Linked DNA regions of Mus musculus: region 1 is linked to region 2. A link is a contact called in public Micro-C data. All regions are on one chromosome and are shown on one strand. The core of a region is the stretch at or near the end of the contact, and the rest is flanking DNA. Distances in the headings are between cores, read along the strand shown. Region 1 overlaps Egfr (epidermal growth factor receptor). Region 2 has its middle 85 kb from the start of Sec61g.

Region 1 (6,479 bases), core at 1,547-4,046, 220 kb before region 2:
CAGATGGAAAGGGAGAAGCAGGAATGAAGAAAGCAGGAAGTGAGGACAGAGCCCAGTTATGTGGGCTGGAGTAAGGCACAATTTCCCTGGCTTGAGCATCCTCGCAAGCAAAAGAAAGACAGTAAAACAGCAAATGGAGGTTTTCCGAAGAATGGAGGAAAAATAATTACACCATGTTCATTTCATTTCTTTCTCAGAATTACACTGGTTTGGAGCACGGTGTGTTGGTCACTATCCAATGAAGGCAAAACCTCCAGAACTTCAGGAAGGGGTTGTGAAAAAAACTCACCACCCTAGAGCTTTGCCTGTCTCAGACAGCAAGAATCCTCACAAACAACCTGGAGAGTAGAGGCCACAGAGGACAGACACAGTTACGAGAGAAAGCAGCGGAGAGGTTTCTGTTCTGGGTGAGCCAATACATTTCCCCTTCCCAAGTGTGGTCCTTTTGTTTTCCCTAGTGTTTCACAGCTTCCCTGAAGTTAAACAGCCTAGAATAGAACATTCCGTTTAAGTGGGCGGCCCAATGCTGTTTCTTTCATGAAGAAGCAGAAGAAATGAACAGAGGTTCCATAGACAGACCATGTGATATTCCCACCATACGTGTGAAGTTCCAGTTCACTGCTGCTGGGTATTAGCTATGAACACACTGATACAGTCTGGCCTGCGTCACAGGAAGGCCCGTCATTACAGAGTAGCCCAAAAGTAACAAGACAGGTATGACGGTGACAGTGAGAACATTTCACATAAGCTCAGAATGAGAGGGACGGGGGCTGAGAGTGAGGAGATCTGAAATCCTGTGGTACTTACTGAGTCTCAAATTAGCTTGCTTTGCTCTATTGTTGAAGAACAGGGAGAAATAAAGATCTGCTTTTCTCTAGTGCATGCTCTCTCTCTCTCTCTCTCTCTCTCTCTCTTTCTCTCTCTCTCTCTGTGTGTGCATGTGTAGCTATGTCTGTATATGTGTCCCTATGTTTACATGTGACCCTTTGAGATGGGTGCTAGTTCTTCCATTGTACAAATTAGGAAATGGAGGCTCACTCACACAGCTGTCCTGTGCTAGGAGATATGCGTGTAACAGTTTCTTGTTGAAGGATGAGCCAAACTGCTTCCGTGTGAGGAATCCTCTTCAGTGTGGCCATATGTAAGACAGAACCTCAATGACTGGTACCATCGCTGGACATTAGTTATGTAGCCTCTCCCCTTTAGTCTTCAGAACCACCTAGCATCATTCTGCTTTAGGGGAAAGGTGGTTTGCACTTGAGAAAGGGCAGATGACTGGAACTGGCAACTCTAGCCACATAGGAGGAGAGGTAACAGTGGGGCAAAGGGCCTGTCATATTTTGTGGGGCCTGAAGCTTGTGCAACAGGAGATAAACAGAGGGAAGTAATAGTGGATTATAGAATCAAGGTGCACAGTATAAATGTATGAAATTTTCAATGAATTAGTAAAAATAATCTTCAAAACTTGTTTATTTTGAGGTCATGTTAAGGATCCTAGCCTTGGACACAGAAATGAAAGAACTCAGAGGCACAAGCTTCTTTAGCTGCTCAGCGTCCATGTGTGCTCTGCCTTCAAAGATAAGCCTCCCCCATCCCCCTCTCTCCCACCCCTTCTCTCTGTCTCTTACTCCTCTATCCCTCCCTCCCTTCTTCCCTTACACTGTCTCATTAGAAGGAGAACACAGATAAAGAACCCAGAGATAAACCTGCCATTTTATACTATTTACTGAGTCATAAACTTTAACTCAGCACACATTTCATTTCTAAGTTTTTCTTCTTTCTTTTCAGCAGAATCTAGTCAACTAAATCCCTGAAGCTTGTTTCTCCTCAGCTGATAAGCATGATGGAAGGCACAGAGCCAGATGTTCAGGGGAGGAGAGGCACCGTGGCCATGACCACACCATCTTTCCCGCCAGAAGGTGACAGTCCTCAGTTACCAAGAACATAAGACATTCCTGGCACGTCTACACACCCAAAAGCCCAGAGATGCCTAAGGAGCTCATGTCATTCATTCAGGTGACTCAATTCATGTGTCAAAGACCGTCTTCCACCTGGAAGAAAGTTGCGAAAGGACATGAACAACAAGCTGGTATTTTCACCCATCACAATCTCATGGGCACTAAGACAGGGCTCGTGGGCTCTCCCTCAAAACTCCCAGAGTTACTTTGGGCACTTCATTTCAGTCTTTCAAAGCAGAATTCCCATTGATATGAATCATGGTTTAAGATGTCCGAAGATGCTTCTGCTAGATTCTTCTGTGCTTTTCTCATTTTCCAAAAATAATTGCTCCACTTGCCAAAGAGTAGGATCTGGCCAGATCCTGTGAAATGAACCTCAGTTAAAAACCCGTGATTCTACAGCAATGAAGATGGACGGGAACACACCGAAAGCACTCTATATTTCTTTTCACCTTCATTTTCTTCAAACTGATCCAAGATGAGCACATGCGTGTGAAGCCTGAAAGTCTGGATGTGGCCATCATATTAGAACGATAAAAGAAAAACTAGCACTGCCCCTATTCGCAGTACACACTCTGGGTACACGGTCAGGCCCTACATGTACTTATGGCTTCCTGGTCTGTAACCCTTAGTCTACTGGGTAAGCATTCTCCCAAAAGTAGTGTGCTCACTGTCCAGATAAGTGGGCTGTGCGCGCTTTCTGGTGACTGCACATCCTCATGGGATGTGCTCGTCTCCCAAATGACTCCTCCACATCTGCGGATACACCTACATAGGCAGTTGCCTGCAACCCACTGCTCAGGAAGGGCTGACAAAGCAAGCCGCAGGAGCTTGGCATCTGCGCAAGGCAGCTGCCTCTTATGACTGACTGGGCTCTCTCCTGAGGATAAAGAGCTGGATGCTGGGTTAAGCCAATTCATTTTTCTCCCTGTAAGTCAGTGGAAACTTCTTTCCACGGATTCATTTCCAAATGAAGGAATGTTATCACCAGATGTCACTCCTTCAGGATAAACATATTCTTCATAATAGGGAAAAGTGGACCTCACGGAGCCGATCTTGGTTCTGTAGAATAGGTTTTATTTTTTTATGTCTAACATGAGTTGCACTGCGGGTTTTTGGTAGATATACTTCCTGTCTCACACATGGTTTTGCCATCATTTTTAATAGAACTGATATTTTATAAAGCCATCTGCTTCATGTCCATTGGCACTTCTGCACCTCCAAGGCCTCGACAACTCCCAGAGCTACCACAGCCTTCAAGACAAGATGGGGGAGACAAAGGACCAATCTTAACCCCATCCCCGTTCCCACCCACAGGATGGACAAGTACAGCACCACCTTAGGGAAGATGTACAGAGAATTGCACTCATTTCTCCTACTCCCTAAACCAAGAAGACAGCACTAGCTTCCAGCTCAGAGTTTCTATTAAAGTTTAAACTGAGGGACTAGAGAGATGGCTGAGTGGTTAAGAGCAAGGACTACGCTTCCAGAGGTCCTGAGTTCAATTCCCATCAACCACACGGTGGATGACAACTATCTATAATGGGATTCAATGCCTTCTTTTGGTCTGTGTCTGAGACAGCTACAGTGTACTTATATAGATAAAATTAATTAATTATTTTTAAAAAATCAAAATTGGGAAAAACACAGCATTTAAAAGTTACTTGGTCTTATTATTGTTGTTGTTATTGTTTATAGGCCACAGATATACTTAGAAATGACTATTTCTAAATAAGAACTTTTACATCACAGAAGTCCAGGAAAAGTTCAACAGATGTACAACACAGGAAGGAGAAAATTTTCCCCTTTGGTTCCCATGAATGAGGACTCAAACTTGCAAAAGAGAAACTGACCTAAGATTTGAACTTACTTGTGGTCTTCTATGTGAATAATGGTGTTTTGCCGTCAAGGCAGGATATTGCTCAGGCTAATAACTCAGAATGCAGTGGAATTAAGTAGACCAATACAACTCCAGTAGAAAACAATCTTCATTTTTGAAAAGCATACAGACCAATACAAAGACTTTAGAATTTCAAACATAGGAAAAAGAATTAAACAAAAGACAGTGCAAAAAAAAAAAAAATCCAAGAACGCTCATCCTGGGAAAAGCATATTGAAATGCCTAATGCCAGCTTTCGAGAGCGTATTTATAGATATCACTGGACCATTTAGCTCATCTGTGTTTTAGCTACTGGTTGAGGGCCAAGACACAGAAAAATTAGCTAAATGAATGTTAGAATATCCTTTTAGTTTAGACCCTTCTTTGCTTTTAGGGTCTGTAGGTCAAACTTATAGTCTCAAGTATTTTCCTACTGACACCTCAGCACCAAGGCTGCAGTCTTTTATTTAAAATAGAAAGGTACAGTTGGAACATTGCACGGGTTAGGACAGGATGCACAGAATTAACCAATCAAGTGAACTCTTTAGAGATGAATTCCCAGACATTGGAACTTAATGCTTTTATCTGGTTATTCTTTTGAAATCACAGACACGAGGCGTTCTCCAGATCCATAATCTCAAACCCTATCTCCAAACAAGCTAGATTTTAGCAATGAAATCAAAACCATACTTATCATCTGCAAAGGGCTAGAGATACTTTGCTGGTGTCTCCTCTTGGCGTGGCTGACGCAACAACAACAACAACACAGTTGTAATTAGACCAGCACAGTAATGACGTCTGTTGCCTCCATGCTTGGCAACATTTGATATTGCAAGCTTGTTTTGACCCTTGAAAAAAGGTATATAAACTTGATTCCTTCCATGCTTGAGTTTTGTATGATGACAAAAACAGTTTTTCTCCCAAACTCACTTAAACAATAACAGGGATGGTGGTAGGAAATGTAAAACATATCATGTGTGTGGGTGGGCACAACTTAAGGGCATTAGGCTCTCAGTTTAGATTTGATTTGCCAGTACCCTGCAGCATGAAATAATAAGAAGTTGGAGCCTGAGTGTGGCCTCCTTCAACTGCAGGGCTCTGTATGAGATTGGGGTCACAGTGACACAAATCCCAGGGCCATATCAAGTTCACAGGGAGCCTCCTGAGTGCTTTCCTAAGCACTGTAGACCTCAGCATTGATTGAATTGCCAGCCCAGATAAAAAAGAAAGAGATCTGGGAAATGAAGTTTCATCCCCCAATATTGAGCAGGGTTGCATGAGACACCTGGTAACGTTCTCTGAAAATGATTAAGGGCTGCCCACTTAGGAGACAGGACATCAGTTTTGTTGGTTGGAACAAGCTGCTTGCTTTTTAATGATTTATTTTTATTTTATGTGCCTGGGTGTTTTGCCTGCATATGTGTCTGTCTGAGGGTATCATATCCCCTGGACCTGGAGTTACAGGCAGGTATGAGCTGCTGTGTGGATGCAGGGAATTGAAACCAGGTCTTCTGGAAGAGCAGCCATGTTCTTAACCACTGAGCCACCTCTCCAGCCTCCAGAACTTCCTTCAGGAAATAGAGTGGGGTAGGGATTAGTCATGAAGCTTAAGGATTTCAGGGAAGTACGGACTTAATAAGGTGTCTTCTCCAAAATCTAACAGACACACACTCAGATGACACAAGCGCGCGCGCGCGCGCACACACACACACACACACACACACACACACACACCAAACGCCCTCTGCAGAGCAGGCACCTTCATAGCTGCTTAGCTGCTGCTTGCCCCCACTCTGGGGCAGACTTAAGAACAAAGTGGGAGATTTTGTTACCCAAATGATGGAAATTTTGATCTCCTTGGCTCTGTTCTGTAGCAGGTGACAAGAAAGAAGTGCACATACCAAAGGAGGCTGGAGGGGACACAGATAACCATCTGCCTCCTCTAGCTATTCCTTTCCCTCACCTTTTGTGTCTGCTACCAGTCCCTCAGCCCACACACCTCTCTCTCTGCATGAGGAACTACTATCATCAGGCCCTTTCAGGATAGTCACTGTTATTTTTCCCATTACCCAGATCTTAATAGCCTGTTACAGTGCAAGTGTCTGCTTATCTGGCTCTTCCTCCTGACTTTGTGATGCTTTTAGAGCAGACTCTTTGCTTTATCAGGACTAAAGTATGACTGACTAGTGATATGGGTCCACACACCATTTAGGAACAGAATTTAGCTGTTGCTGAGGTCAGATATTCAAATAGTAAACAGTGACCCACACAGGGAAGAAGCATATATACTTTTAAAACTCACATTTCAATAAAAAGCTTATAAACCCAAGCCTGCTCTGTGTTTTATAAAATTCCAAACTAGGGTCTTTAAAAATTGAAATGCATTGTTAAGTTTTTCAAAGTTAAAAAACAAACAAACAAAAATCCCAAAACAAAAATTCTTTCTCCTGCATGTGTGAGTATTTCACAATTCACTGCTCTCATTCTGCAAGCCAGCAGGATTGTTGTCTACAAAAGATAGATAAATAAAACATTAAAAAGGTGGGGTTTTTTTGTTTGTTGTCTTTTTTTTTCTTTTGTTTTTTAAAGATATACTTAGGGTCTGGCTCAGCAATTAAGAGTATGCATGGCTCTTGCAGAGG
Region 2 (6,050 bases), core at 3,417-5,916:
TTCATATTTTACGTCCAAGATTGTACTTAAAACCTAGTTAACAGCATACATTATTAGCACATAGGCCTTACTGGGTACTTATATTGTTTATATTTTCTCTATCAGTGCCAAATAGTAACTTAGTTCTTATATTTAAGACTTTGGTGAGTGAGCCAGGCATGGTGATGCATGCCTTTAATCCCAGAACTTAACCTGGTCTACAAAGTGAGTTCCAGGACAGCCAGGGCTATACAGAGAAACCCTGTCTCAAAAACAAACAAACAAACAAACAAACACTCAAACAAAAACCCAAAAACAAAACAACAACAACAACAAAAAGACTCTGCGAGCTTTAACTTACCAGAGACAACCTCCTGCCCCCTACTGCCCCCCAGCCCCCCCCCCCCACTTTGAACAACTTGGAGCTGGGGATCAATGCAAAAGCAAGAGGAATTTTATTGTTCCAGCATGCTGGGGTTGCCCTGCACAGGAAGGAAAGAGAGAATGACCCCACACAGCCCCCCCCCCCAGGTCCCTGTTTGGTGAGCTTTTATACAGTTTTCAGAGCAGCAGCCATTAGGTACAATGTGATTGCAGAACAGTGTGACTTTTAAACTGATTCGTCTTTAAGGAATGAGGTGGCAAGGACATCCCTTGTCTATAGGTGGCCAAAGGTCAGTCTGGTGAGTCCACAATGTGTCTACATGCTCTGGGCATCCCTGACCCACAGGTGGCCGATGGTCCATCCTCCTCACCCCCGCCCAGAATGTAATTAAGCCTCTCCCTTCTGGAAGGAAGGGGTGCCTAAGTGGTCCATGACCTTTCTCACGCAGGAGGGGAGGGCTCTGGTGGAATTTTCCAAAAGGTCCTGAGCTGACCTCCTCATCTACTGCCAGTCATCATCAATTGCCTTCATCCTCTGGGACATGTGAAATCATTTAAGTAATTTAATACATAAGTTATGTATTTTTATATTCATATCAAAATCTGTTGCCAGTTTTTAAAGTGCTCATCAGTTCATGTTATCATTAAGTTCTATTACAGGGCACCAGTGGCTTATTGAATCATTTTCTTATCATAAGGTATATAGATGTTTTATAGGTTTTCCTTTTTCTGCCTTTCTCTGAAAATAATTAAATGTGTAGGGAACAAGAACAGTGTAAGAGCCAAAGATCAGGGAAGGCAGGAACCACACAAAATCTTCTGGACCTGAAATGACTATTGCATTCATGAGCAGTTGTGGTTGCCTAGGAGACCTGAATAAGATGGAGCAAGTCAACATTTTGGCATAGTGTCAAAGGGGTCGTGAACTTCCACCCCTAACTGAGGAGCTATTGATAGATGATGTCTTCTAGAGGAGGGACAGTCTGTTTTCTTTCAGGGTCTAGCCCTATAGATTTCTACACTCCAGTGGATGGCACTATACCTGTGAGTATATGGACAGCAAAGATGGGATTCTAGGAAGGTTATTATAATAGAGTATACAAAGTGCAGAAAAGGAGGGTGGATCAGAGAAGAGGTAGGGGAAGAAGTGGTATTGAATATGATCAGAAAAATGATAATTAAACACACACACACACACACACACACACACACATATATATATATATATATATATATATATATAGAGAGAGAGAGAGAGAGAGAGAGAGAGAATGTGCATGTGCATTCTCTCATTGTTGTAAAGATGAAATGTCATCTACACTAGCTGATTATTAATGTCTTTTTTCTGTGAATAGCCTGTTAATTTTCAATTTACCTAGAGATGATTATAAAAACTTGGTTGTATCAGAAAGAATAATCCATAATCAGGAGATTAGAAACAAGGCCTAATGCTAAAGGCTGAGATAAATGCTTAGGAATCATGGCTTAAGGGTAGGAGAGAACCCTCAGTTCTATACCATAAATTGACAAGTGAGAGACTGAGCTAAACACAGAAGGGCAATTGAGGACTAACATCATAAATCAAGATGTTCCTTTCACAGAGAATCTTGGTACCCAGGCTACAGGAAGAGAACTTTAAAGACATGCATGGACCCTCAAAATTCTAGTCATACACGCTCTAACTGTATCAAAGGGAGCAAGAATAATAAATGTGTTTCCTACCCAGTTTGCTCCAGCGTCCTTTTGTAACAGGAAGTTAGAAAGGTCCGAGCAGCCACTAGGTAGGATTCTGGGAAATGTCACCTACTTACAGTGTAGCATATCTTGGCTGGAGAAAGATAGTGATGTTTTAAGTGCCAGTCCTAGCTGCCGTGCCCTAAACTGAATAAAAAGGGGAATAAAAAGAAAACCAGCTAACTCTTGGCATCCCCTGTTTTGCTTTCTGAATTACCAAATATACTGCTTGCTACTATTAATTCTCTATCCTGAAGGGTCACCATATCCTCCAGACCCTGAGCCAACATAAGTTCTCTTGACTGCTTCTTGTCTGACATTTGGCCACAACAATGAAGAACATTATTTATATATAGTCATTGGCCAGCAGTGTTATGAATACGAAGAGAAGAAAATCCCTTAGGTGGGATACACACTCCGTGTGTGTGTGTGTGTGTGTGTGGGGGGGGGGGGGTTGTGGTGTTTGAACTTCATTCAGAAATTGGTGGTGAAAACAGATATGGCTGGGGCTATGGCCAGGTTGGGTTCTGACATATCTGAAGGACACTGACAGCGACAAGTTAGGGTAAACCATGTGCTAGTAACTATTGTTCTTAGCTTTCATTCTTCTGTATATTCTGCTCCTGGTGTGTGTGTGTGTGTGTGTGTGTGTGTGTGTGTGTGTGTGTAACTGCCTACTTAGTTTGATAGTCGATCCTCGTCAGGTTCTGTCACTAGGTGCTAGAGACAGAAGACAACAGAGATGGAGAATCTTACTCAATTCTTTTCCCAACCACCCACCCAGCCAAACCTCTTTGCCCAAACAACCCTCAGATACAATCTTCCTTCCCTATATCTCCTGAAACAGGTTTCTTGTAGCCTCCTCAGAAGAAATGGTAGGCATTTGAAGAAACCTACATCTCAAACAATTTAAAACAGCACAGAGTACCACTGGGAACTCAACTAAAAGTTTTTACACAGCAAACTGAAAAAGCAACTTTTAAAACAAAGTGGAGCCCAGCGTGGTGGTGCACGCCTTTAATCCCAGCACTCGGGAGGCAGAGGCAGGCGGATTTCTGAGTTCGAGGCCAGCCTGGTCTACAGAGTGAGTTCCAGGCCTGCCAAGGAAAGGAACAGATCCACATGCTCTCCTCTGAAGCCAGAGCTCCCACTCTTTGCTGCCCCTGCCCAGGAGGACAGGCCTGCAGCAAGATTCAGGATAAGTACAGTTATCTGTTAGCATTCCTTCTAGGCTCCGCCCAACAGTTACCTGGCAACAGCCAGGTAGGCCTGGCTCACTATAAAAGGGGTTGTTTGCTCCCTCCTCTTACTCTCTAATTTTCTCTGACTCTCTTCTCTCCCTGACCCCTTTCTCCCTCCCTCCCATTCCTCCGCACCCCTCTCCACCTGTTCCTGGACAGCCTTCCCCCCCTACCCCCGCTCTCCCCACCTCCCTTCTCCCCCTCTGTGTGTTTTTCTCTGCCTCTACTTCCTTCTAACCCCCCCCCCCCCCCGCTTCCCATGCCCTAAATAAACTCTGTCTACACTATACCTGTCATGACCCGCCAAGGCACCCCTCCCACCTCACCATACCTGGCTTTATCAAACGTATCCTCTTTCTTTTTATAAAACACAACAGTATCAGAAGCCATCTTGGCAAGGGTGGCCTGTTATGCTCCACACCAGCTTCTCAACTTCTGAATGTTCACATCCCAGGGAGCTTTGAAATATTCTGAAGCTTCTGTCTCTGTCTCTGTCTCTCTCTGTCTCTGTCTCTCACTCGTGCGCTCTCTCTCTCTCTCTTTCTCTCTCTCTCTCTCTCTCTCTCTCTCTCTCTCTCTCTCTCACACACACACACACACACATACATACACACACACACACACACTAGCAGATCCCACGGATCCTTTCGCTTCTGTAGAGCCAGGTTGATAGCTGACCAGCAGTCAGCCTGTCTTGGTCAGTGAGTATCCCAGTAATTTGGCTGCTTCAGCTACAGTAAATGACACTAGAGAAAAGGCATTCAAATGGAATTCTAAAAACATTCCTGAGAAATACCTGCCCAGTTTCAACTTGTCCAGCACTCTCCGCACAGAAATCTCCATGAATTCAGAATACAGATGAGGGACAAATGTAGATCTCAGCTACTAGGGCAAAAAAGCACCTTCAGGGCCCAGCCAACCTGGCCATGCCAGGGGCCAGGAGAAAAGCATTGCGGTTGCCCTTGCTGACTACATGGAGATTGATAAACCTGCAAAGAAAAGACTCCAAAATGGGCTACAGAAGGTTTAATGAAAGTTGAGTAGCAGCAGGGCCAGGTGGTCTGACCACCAACCTGCAGCCTCCCTGTTTGGAAGAGAGAAGGGCATGCCTTACTCACTCAGGCTAAGAAAACCCCCTGAAAACACGTCAGTAACCCTCTGCTCTCCTTTGGCTGCATCCCCCTGGGCTCTGCACTTGAAAGGCAATCTGGCAAGCCTGGTTACTCAAACACACCACGTGCCTTGCATTCCTCACAGGGCTCTACAAAAGGTCTTCCTCCAGCTCTCCATGGCAGCTGTTGCTGCTCCCAGAGCTGCTCCGGATGAGTGCATTCTGACCGGAGCCTGGCCTCCTGCTGACTCACTTGGTTACTATGGCCAAGTCACTCAGCGTCACTACACGCCTGGGTGACCCTATTTATAAATCTCACAGCAGCAAAAGGGCCTTCCTCACCCACAAGAAGCAGCCATGTTCTACTCTCGGGATACATCTAAGACCGGTGCTAACCCCAGGCAAAGAAGTTTGAGTCCTGATCCATTGAAGGGGCAGCTGGTTATAATCATCTTCCTTCAGCCTGCTTCCCACAAACAAACAAACAGAAAAATCTGCTGGAAGTGGGAAACGTTTCCTATGTTGCTAAATATAGCATTAAAGCTTTTCTAATTGTAAGTGTTAAGTAATAGTATTGCTAAAATCTCACACATTAAGTGTGGATAAAAGTGTCGGAAGCTTTGAAAAATCTCAATCTCTAAGGATAATTTTGAGAGTATTTTTCTATTCTGTTTCTTTCACATATGTGGAGTTGTATTTGTAAAAACAACACCGCTTCATCTTCTTCCTTGATTTTTACTCACTTTATTATAATTATGTTTGTCTTATTTCCATGCACTGTAATCTTTTAAGGTTTGTTTTAGAGAAACTTATGTGTTTTATAGAAACGGGGATATGTTTTCTAGAGCACCTTACGATGCAGTAGGAGGGCGTACCTAAGCAAGCCAACGACGAGGCCCCCTCCCAAGGTAGCATAGAGATTATTTGGGGACATGGGAAGGGGAGTTGAGAAGGGAATAGAGGGAGAGAAAGAAAAGAGGCAGGCCAGAGAGCATCGAGAAAAGGGGAGACCGGAAATGGGGAGAGAGGGAGAAAGGGGTCAGTCAAAGGGAGAAGAGAGTCAGAGAGATAGGGAGAGGTCAAACAATCCCTTTTACAGTAAGCCAGGCCAACCTGGCTGTTGCTAGGTAACTGTTGGGCGGATCCTTGAAAGAATGCCAACCGAAACAAAGAGATCTCTACTAATCTGTTTTTCCCTTATGTACTGTAATTTTTTTAAATTTGAAACTTATTTAATTTATTTGATGGAGGTGAAAATGTCTTTTATTTAGATAAGTAGCATCTACAAAAGCCCCTTTACTTATGTTTCTTACAATTTTGTTTACTGCTTAAGTGGTTCCATTTTTTATTTTCTTCCCAGCAGTCAACTGTATTGAAGCCATTAAACCAACTTCCCTCAAACTACAATCTGTGCAAACTCACACAACAACAGCAGCTGCTTCATGCTTAGCTTCCTTCCGGAGACCTCAGTATTCCCACTGTATCGAAGTATCTGAATTACCTGTGAATTTTAGTCCCCTAAGTCAGAGGGGCAACAATCAAGATAAGGGGGCTTAGAGACTTTTTAACAGGTTCATCATTTTCTACATTTTTTAAATTGT

The links. Hi-C and Micro-C count contacts between places; a contact is called where the count stands out from the background.
Region 1: a Micro-C map of muscle stem cells shows a contact between it and region 2, with 5 times the contacts expected there. The contact joins two enhancer-like sites. A contact is called at or near these places in 4 of 484 Hi-C or Micro-C datasets (liver, muscle stem cells and myocytes) and 5 of 115 datasets of contacts at active chromatin or transcription factors (astrocytes, embryonic stem cells, fibro-adipogenic progenitors and 2 more).

The regions. Positions count from the first base shown.
Region 1 is chr11:16,812,953-16,819,431 of GRCm38.p6, reverse strand. All of the region lies in intron 1 of Egfr (epidermal growth factor receptor), which reads right to left. Egfros (a long non-coding RNA gene) reads left to right here. Exons shown (of 3, transcript XR_003949851.1): 2 at 198-407; 3 at 1,789-6,479. Among named protein-coding and RNA genes, the nearest start is that of Egfros, 15 kb to the left of the region's middle. Within about 2 kb of position 2,796, at least 34 of the 459 cell types and tissues checked have an H3K27ac peak or open chromatin away from gene starts, as enhancers often do. A contact at or near this core is called in fibro-adipogenic progenitors, muscle stem cells and myocytes, where this site is marked.
Region 2 is chr11:16,590,252-16,596,301 of GRCm38.p6, reverse strand. No RefSeq gene overlaps it. Among named protein-coding and RNA genes, the nearest start is that of Sec61g, 85 kb to the right of the region's middle. Within about 2 kb of position 4,666, at least 232 of the 459 cell types and tissues checked have an H3K27ac peak or open chromatin away from gene starts, as enhancers often do. A contact at or near this core is called in fibro-adipogenic progenitors, muscle stem cells and myocytes, where this site is marked.